Linked DNA regions of Macaca mulatta: region 1 is linked to region 2. Evidence: chromatin contacts called from public Hi-C data. All regions are on one chromosome and are shown on one strand. The core of a region is the stretch at or near the end of the contact, and the rest is flanking DNA. Distances in the headings are between cores, read along the strand shown.

Region 1 (3,403 bases), core at 627-3,126, 320 kb after region 2:
ATATACTCACACATCCATCCACCACACATCCATCCATCTCCCACCCATTCACATGTCCATTCATCCATCCATCCCCTACTTCTCTCCATCTGTCTTTCCTCTTCTTCCAAAAAAGATTTAAGATTGTTGTTTTTCATGCAGTATTTTTAATGCAAAAGCTTACTTTCATTTCCTAATTTTTAAGAGAAAAAGAACTTCTCCAGAATCTCTTTTTTTCCCTTTCTCCTCTCTCATTTGTTTCTCTTTTTTCTTCCCTTATCTTCAAATCCCTCAGATAAAAGTGGGTTGCTGAAATGAGAGGCTCGGACAGAGCAGAGGAATAACAATTCAGCTCCAGATACCCAGGGGGTTGGGCAGTCAGCTGGTCTTTCTTCATGAGCACTGCAGAGTGCCGATCGGTGCCTCATTTCTACTCCACATTGAATCTTTAAATCTAGTGATTTGGTTGCTGATCTTTGAACTGCTCTAAGCCATTATACCTTTAGTTCCCTCTTCCCCATATGTTCTCTGATTGTTCATTTTGTTTATAACCTAAAATGAACAAACCCCCTGTCTACCGATTAAAAACTCTGAGGTCCTTTTAGTTAATTTGTGACAAATAGAGGAGAGATGGGGAGAGAGAGGGAAAAAGTGAGAGGAGGGCTGCTGAGAGAGAGAGGGAGGGTGAGAGGGAGGGTGAGAGGGAGGTAGAGGGAGGGGTGGGAGGAAGAGAGAAAGGTCCTCACCGCCCCCCACCCCTCGCCCCTGTATGTGCATCTGGAATCCACTTTCGGGGGAAAGCACGCCCTTTCTCTTTACTCACCAGCAGTTCATACTGTTAATTTTTAACTAAAGAGAACTGATTTTTGCCGGTAGCAGAGAACATACGAGGTCTCTCTTCCTGTTTTCTGCAATTAAGCAACCAGCTATTATTAGGAGTTCAAAACAAATAACAAACATGTCTGTCTATTACAATTGTCTGATGGTCCCAGATCCAACACTAAGGGAAACACATCCATTCACGATAGCCTAGTAATTAAGACAAAAACAGACACGGAAGCCGGGATCAAGAAGGAGGGGGAACGAAAGGATCAGCTTCTGCTAAGAAAGCCTCAGTCACATCCCTGGGGAGGAGGTTTGAGCTCTTTCCTCGCATGTGGCAGGGACAGCCGTGGCCCCAGTGTCTTGCCTGCGTGGCCTTTTCAGATTCTAGGGGCCTCGGTGGAAAACATGTACAGTGCGTGGACTGACACCTGCTGTTTTTCCTCATTCAGGGAATAAGAGCCACTCCCAAGAACTCTTCATTCAGACTCGTAATCAGCAAATCCACACGGATGCCTCTCAGAGAAAAGAAAACGATGCTTCCGATTTCAGGAGCCCCCTGATGATTCCAAGTCTCTTCATACAAGGGGAGGTGGGGAGGACGGGCAGGGGCTCCGGAGGTCTGGATGACTTGCCCCAGGGACACAGGCAGAGCGTCACACTTCACAAGCCACAGATGCCTTGTGTGGCCTGTGTGTGCTTAGACCCTATCCTGTGCCACGCCGGGCCCACAGCACAGACGAGCCTGGCGGAAGGGGAAGGGGGTGGGCTGTGAGTGTGAGAAAGTCACCAAAGAAGGGCCGAGTCGAGAAGGGCCACTCAGTGGCCACCCTGTCCGAGGCGCGGAGCTCAGCACGGCTGACTTCCTCTCTGAAGGTCATTAGAGACGGATCCCAATAAACACACACACACCCATCAGATTAGCAGACACAACGGTCTCCATGGCAACAATTGGACAAGCAAGTCGCCTGCAATTGGCATTAATTTAAAATATTTTTCCCCGAGTCTCCTTGGAGTCGGTTCCGTGAAACACAAGTGCTTGCCAGCTCTCTAATCTGCGGCGTCCTTTGAAATTCCATCCAGCATGTGCTGAAGCTGAGCCAATTAACGTGGAGAGAATTGGGTGGATCCAGAGACGCTGGCAAGACCGTGTTTACCAATTAGGTTTTTTTTATGATGCAAATGTTGCACACCATGCGGCAGGAATAAAAGCTGGCTGCGCTGAATATGAAACTGTTAATTGCATTTTCAGAGACACAGCTACAAGGTGAAACTAATCATACACACGATAACCGGGCTTCACCACCTACAGTGCTTTGCTGCTGCACTCTCACTAAATCTGTATTGAAACAGCCCCGTACATCCTTGCAGGAAAGGAAAACATCGTGTTTGGTAGAACCTTTCAATTTTAAAGAGAAAAAAAAGTGTGCCTATGTGGGAAGCAATATAAAGGATAATTTTTATTTAAATCAGATTAATAACGTTAACAAACACCATGGCAAAGGGCCCAGTGGTGCTTCTTGAAATGCGTTTTTTTGCTTTAAAACGATAGCAAAGGTGCATCTGCAAATGAACGCCAGCACATGCTGACAAGAGTGGCTCAAAATGAAGGAGCTTGTTTCAGAAGAAAGGGCCATGGTAATTGTAAAGCTTGGCTTTGCCAGCTAGGAACATCAAAGAGGCCCCGCTGGAATCACTAGAGAGAGGCTTCCCAGGGAGTCCAGTGCTCCTGAGGGTCCCAGTGCCCTGCCCCTCCCTGGGGAGGGGAGGATGAGACCCAGGAGCAGAGAGAAGGGTCTGAGCTCCAGGCTCCACCCCGGTGCTTGGGGGCAGAGAGGCGTGCCCAGGAGCTCCTGTGTGCAGGGAGTCCAGGCCTGAGCTGGCAGAGGCAGTTCTGAAATGGGGTGTAGCCACATTAAGGGGCAAGGTCAGCTTTTAAAATGCCCCATGAGAATTTATGTCTTTTTTCTCATTTCTGTATTAACCACACAGTTTCGGCATTGACATTGACTAACTCAGCAGCCGAGAACGGGGCTGGAACAGGAGGGAATGTCTGACTCCCCAGGAGCAGCCCATGTGGAGACCCTAATCAGAGGAGTCCGGGGTGCCACACAGAAGGAGCATCCAGCCAGGGCTGGGCAGCCAGCAGGGAAAGAAGGACACAGGACTCCGCCCGGCTCCACAACTCACACCTCAGGATTTCACACACGCAAGGAGCTTCCGAGACAGAAGTCACCTGAGGCTGTGCCCATTGGGGTCCCCTTCTTTTTATTTTGCGTTGCAGTCAGCCCCAGGAGTTCCACATTGGAAGCCTCTGCTCAGAGACAGGGGCAGAAAAGTCCGTCGTTGTGGGGTGGGGCCTGGACGTGCACTCCCCAGTGTCGTGAAGCTGCTCTCGGATTCCACGTGCAGCCCTCGGCAGCCCAGCACACCTGCACCTCACAGTTTCTGGGGCCAAGCGAGTGGTGGGTTTGAAAGTTCCCGGAGATTCTGAGCTATCAAGGGCCAAGACGGGGAACGCGTTGCAGACTTCTAAATGGCTGGTAAAGGGAATTTAAAAGGACCAGGCTGATTCCTCTTCAAGGAACGTGTGGAGCTGCAG
Region 2 (3,478 bases), core at 860-3,359:
GCTGCTCGCCCCTTCCCTCCTCCTTTCCCACACGCCTCCCATCTCCGTGCCTGCACACCCCCCCCGCCCCCCGCACCCTGCAATGGTCGGAACTGCAGGGAGTGGGGAGCAATGCGAAAGGCCGAGAGAAGAGCGCTGGAGAGAAGTCCAGGAGGTCCTAGCCTCCTTGGGGCGGTCTCCGCGGGGCGCTGGGCCAGGACAGCTGCCACCCCTCCCAATCTGTGCGCTCAGAAAGAGCTGCCCTCTGCCCGCTCCTCCTCACATGCCCACCCTAGACCCACTTGGGCATGATCTCAGGCGCAGCTCTCCCCTGCCAGCCCAAGCCTTTGACAGGAGTCCTGCGGAGATGCAGAGACCCCCTGCACTGAGCTCTCGGACGTCCTGGTTGCCCATTCGAGCCCCCATGCGCGCCCTCCAGTCTTCGAAAGCTCTCTTCCTCGCCCCACCACCTACGCGCCTGGTGATGCCCTCGTGGGCCCCTCCTGCTCCCTCCGCCCCCATCCCAGCGTCTCTCGCCTCTTCCAGGGCCCACCCAACCGCACCACGAGCGCCCGCGCCCCGCCCGGCACCCCTGGTTACCTGCAGCTGGGCCGGCGCCCAGCGCCCGCGCGGGAGGAGGTGGGGGCGTGCGCCGGGCCGAGCGGCCTCGGGGCGCAGCAGCTGCGGGTAGCGGCAGCGCCATCATCTCAGCCAGCTGCTTCCCTGCACTGGAACCACAGACTAGCGGGGTCATCCGATTCTGACCACAAACTTCTAGGGCGGCCGGTGGAGACAAAGGTGCCGCGCGTCGCTGCTCCAGCGGCAGCGGCTGCGCGGCGGCACGGGCTCGGAGCCCGCAGGCGCCGGAGCTCTGCGCGGCCGCTGGGCCCAGCTCCGCGTGCTCCGCCCCGGCCCGGCCCCCGGGCTAGGCACGCTGGGCCGGGGCGCGGCGCTGGCGGGCTCAGGGCGGGCTCCGGACGGTCCCCGTAGGGCCGCCGGCCGCGCGCGTAGCTCCAACCAGCGCGGCCGCCGCGCCCCGCCTTATATCCGGCCCGGCGCGCACCCGGCCGGCGGCGGCGCGGCTCGCGGCCCAGCCACCGGTTGCTATAGCGATGTCCCCCCCCCCCACATGTTGCTGACAGCAATTGGCTAAGGGGCCGCGGCTCTCCAAACACCCTCTCCCGCCCGAGACTATGAATGGACATCAGCTTTGTCAGTCATTGGTACCACGCCGAAGCCAGGCCTTCGCCTTTTCTTTCTTTTCAGTGTTTCTGCCTTTCATCGTTCATACTGGGCAAGTTCAGGGTAGCACCGAGGGGAGAGAGACCTCGGCCAGAAAAGTCACGGCGCGCGGCTCTGCTGTGACCTTTGTCCTGGGAGGGGTGGGTGGGGTGCGTCGCCACTCTTGGCAAGAGAAAAATTCACGGCACATCGTTCTTTCCAGTTACTTTTTCCAGTGTCTTTTTCCAGTGTGGCCGTTCGGGCCTTTTTGCTCCCTTTCCAAATGGAAGCAGGCCAATGATGCAGGGCGAGTAGACGAGAGCCCCTCTGCTCACTTTACCAGGGCTGTCCCGAGTGTTTAGGTCCCGATGCGCGTAGAAAGTGTCTTGCCAGAGGCGGAACTGGTGAGACTTTGCCACCGTTTGGTCCAGGCGAATGTCGGCCGCTGGCCCAAAACGCCGAAGGGAGACGGCGGTGAAAACCCAGGCGTGTGAGCTGCGTCCTTGCCCTTCCCCCTCCCCAGGTCAACGGTCTGGCCTAGACCACCGCTCTGCGGGCGAAAGGAGTGGAGCAGAATCACCGGCCACGCTCCCAGTCGCTCGAGCCTCCCCACATACTCCCGGCCCCTGGCGCAGTCAGGCCCGCAGCGCGCGAGCCGAGCTAGGGTCTCGGGGCGACTAGGACCGCTGAGCTGCGGACTCCGGCGCCCTCCCCCGGCCCCCGCCCACACTCTCTCTCCCCAGGCCCTGGACCACCGGCCACAGCCACAGGTTGGGGCACCCCGGTGCGCGGCGCCCCCGCGGAGCTGGCGAGAGCCGGAGAGCTGAAACCCAACATCTGTGTGTACAATGCGCTCTCCGAGGCCCACAGCTGCAGGAACAAGGAGAAGAAAGGAAGAGGGGGGCGCAGATCTTGTCACACGCAGATGACAGTCTGCGGAGGGCTCTTTAGTTTCTCCTTTTCTGGAAACCCCAGCGGCCCCCTCCTAGGCCCCCCTCTCCCACCGCCTGGCCATTGTTCCCTGCGCCCGGGACAGCTGGAGACGGCGGCCCGCGCCACTCGACGCCCCTCCCGCCGCACACCCGGCTGCCCGCGGCGCCCGCTCCCGGCCCCTCCGGGGCCAACCCCTCCACACCCCCCACCTCCCCAGGCCAGGCCCAGGCGGCGCTTCCACCGTCTCCCCTCCCCTCCCTTGCACTCTGGCGCTGCCCCTAGACCTGCCTCGCGCAGAGGGCCTTGCCTGGCGCTTTTCTCTTACAAACCAAGTTCTGTAAAACCTGGGGGCGAGCCCCGGGGGGCGGGGGTCGTCCACAGATAGGAGTACGTTGCCGTCCGCTGCAGGCCCCTGTCTAAAAGTGGCTGAAGGACCCCATTTCCTCTGACCGCAGGCCCAGGCTGAGTTCTGCATTTATTTTTGTATTTATAGGGCAAGGCCAGAGCGCTTCATAAAGCCCCAGGGCAAAGAAGTGGCCTCGCGTCTGGCCATGGTTCCCTCAGGCCTGAGCGGGCTGCAGGAGGCCCGGTGCGGCTCGGCGGGGGCGCGAGAGGCTAGAAACTGCAGCGTCCCTGGGGTCCTCTGCCCATGAGTGAACCCCCCAGTAGGCGGGGAGGGGGTACATCACCTTGGCCCTCTCGGTCCCCATGCCCAGGGCAAGGCCTGCAGAAATCCCCGCACTCTGACTCGGGCGCGGCGCGGCGGCGGGCAGGTCAGAGAGAAGCCGTACCTGGGTTCCCCCAGCGCCCGGGATGTCCTCCCAGGGACCTTCTCGGGCAAAGAGTCTAGTGGCAGCGGTTCCTGTCCCTCCCCGCCACCCTCCTCCGGTGCCTCGGCGTCCCCAGCCAGACTCCAGGGCGACCCCAGGCCCGGCCCTGGGCAGAGAAAAAGGAGGGGAGGGGAGGTGGCGCTGGGGGGCGGGAGGCCGGAGACAGCGGGAGGAGGACTCGGGAGCCAGGGCGGGAAGAGGGGAAGACAGCGGAGAGAAGGGACGGGGAGGGGAGGGGGTTCGGAGGAGGGGACCTGCTGCCCTCAGCCTGGCTGGTAACCGGCCTCTCCATAGCAACGGCCTGCGCGCGCGTCTGTGTGTGCGCGCGTGTCTGGTGTGTGTGTGCCCGTGGTGGTGGGGGGGGTGTTCCTGGGACTCCCCGCGGGAGCTGGGAGGCGACAGAGGAATCCCCTCCAGGACTGGAGGCCCGGCCTCCGCGGTGCTGGGAGCGCCCTAGGGTCTGGCTGCGCCGCGCTGTCGACAGGGTAGGCTCGGGGAACGCGCGCAGGCCGCGG

Evidence for each region. A called contact is a pair of places that touch in the nucleus more often than the background predicts.
Region 1: a Hi-C map of fetal cortex germinal zone shows a contact between it and region 2, with 4 times the contacts expected there. The contact joins two enhancer-like sites. A contact is called at or near these places in 2 of 14 Hi-C or Micro-C datasets (fetal cortex germinal zone and fetal cortical plate).

What each region holds. Positions count from the first base shown.
Region 1 is chr3:197,480,810-197,484,212 of T2T-MMU8v2.0, forward strand. The region is part of intron 12 of PTPRN2 (protein tyrosine phosphatase receptor type N2); the gene reads right to left. Among named protein-coding and RNA genes, the nearest start is that of MIR153-2, 440 kb to the left of the region's middle. Within about 2 kb of position 1,877, at least 10 of the 40 cell types and tissues checked have an H3K27ac peak or open chromatin away from gene starts, as enhancers often do. A contact at or near this core is called in fetal cortex germinal zone, where this site is marked.
Region 2 is chr3:197,156,917-197,160,394 of T2T-MMU8v2.0, forward strand. All of the region lies in intron 13 of PTPRN2 (protein tyrosine phosphatase receptor type N2), which reads right to left. Among named protein-coding and RNA genes, the nearest start is that of MIR153-2, 110 kb to the left of the region's middle. Within about 2 kb of position 2,110, at least 8 of the 40 cell types and tissues checked have an H3K27ac peak or open chromatin away from gene starts, as enhancers often do. A contact at or near this core is called in fetal cortex germinal zone, where this site is marked.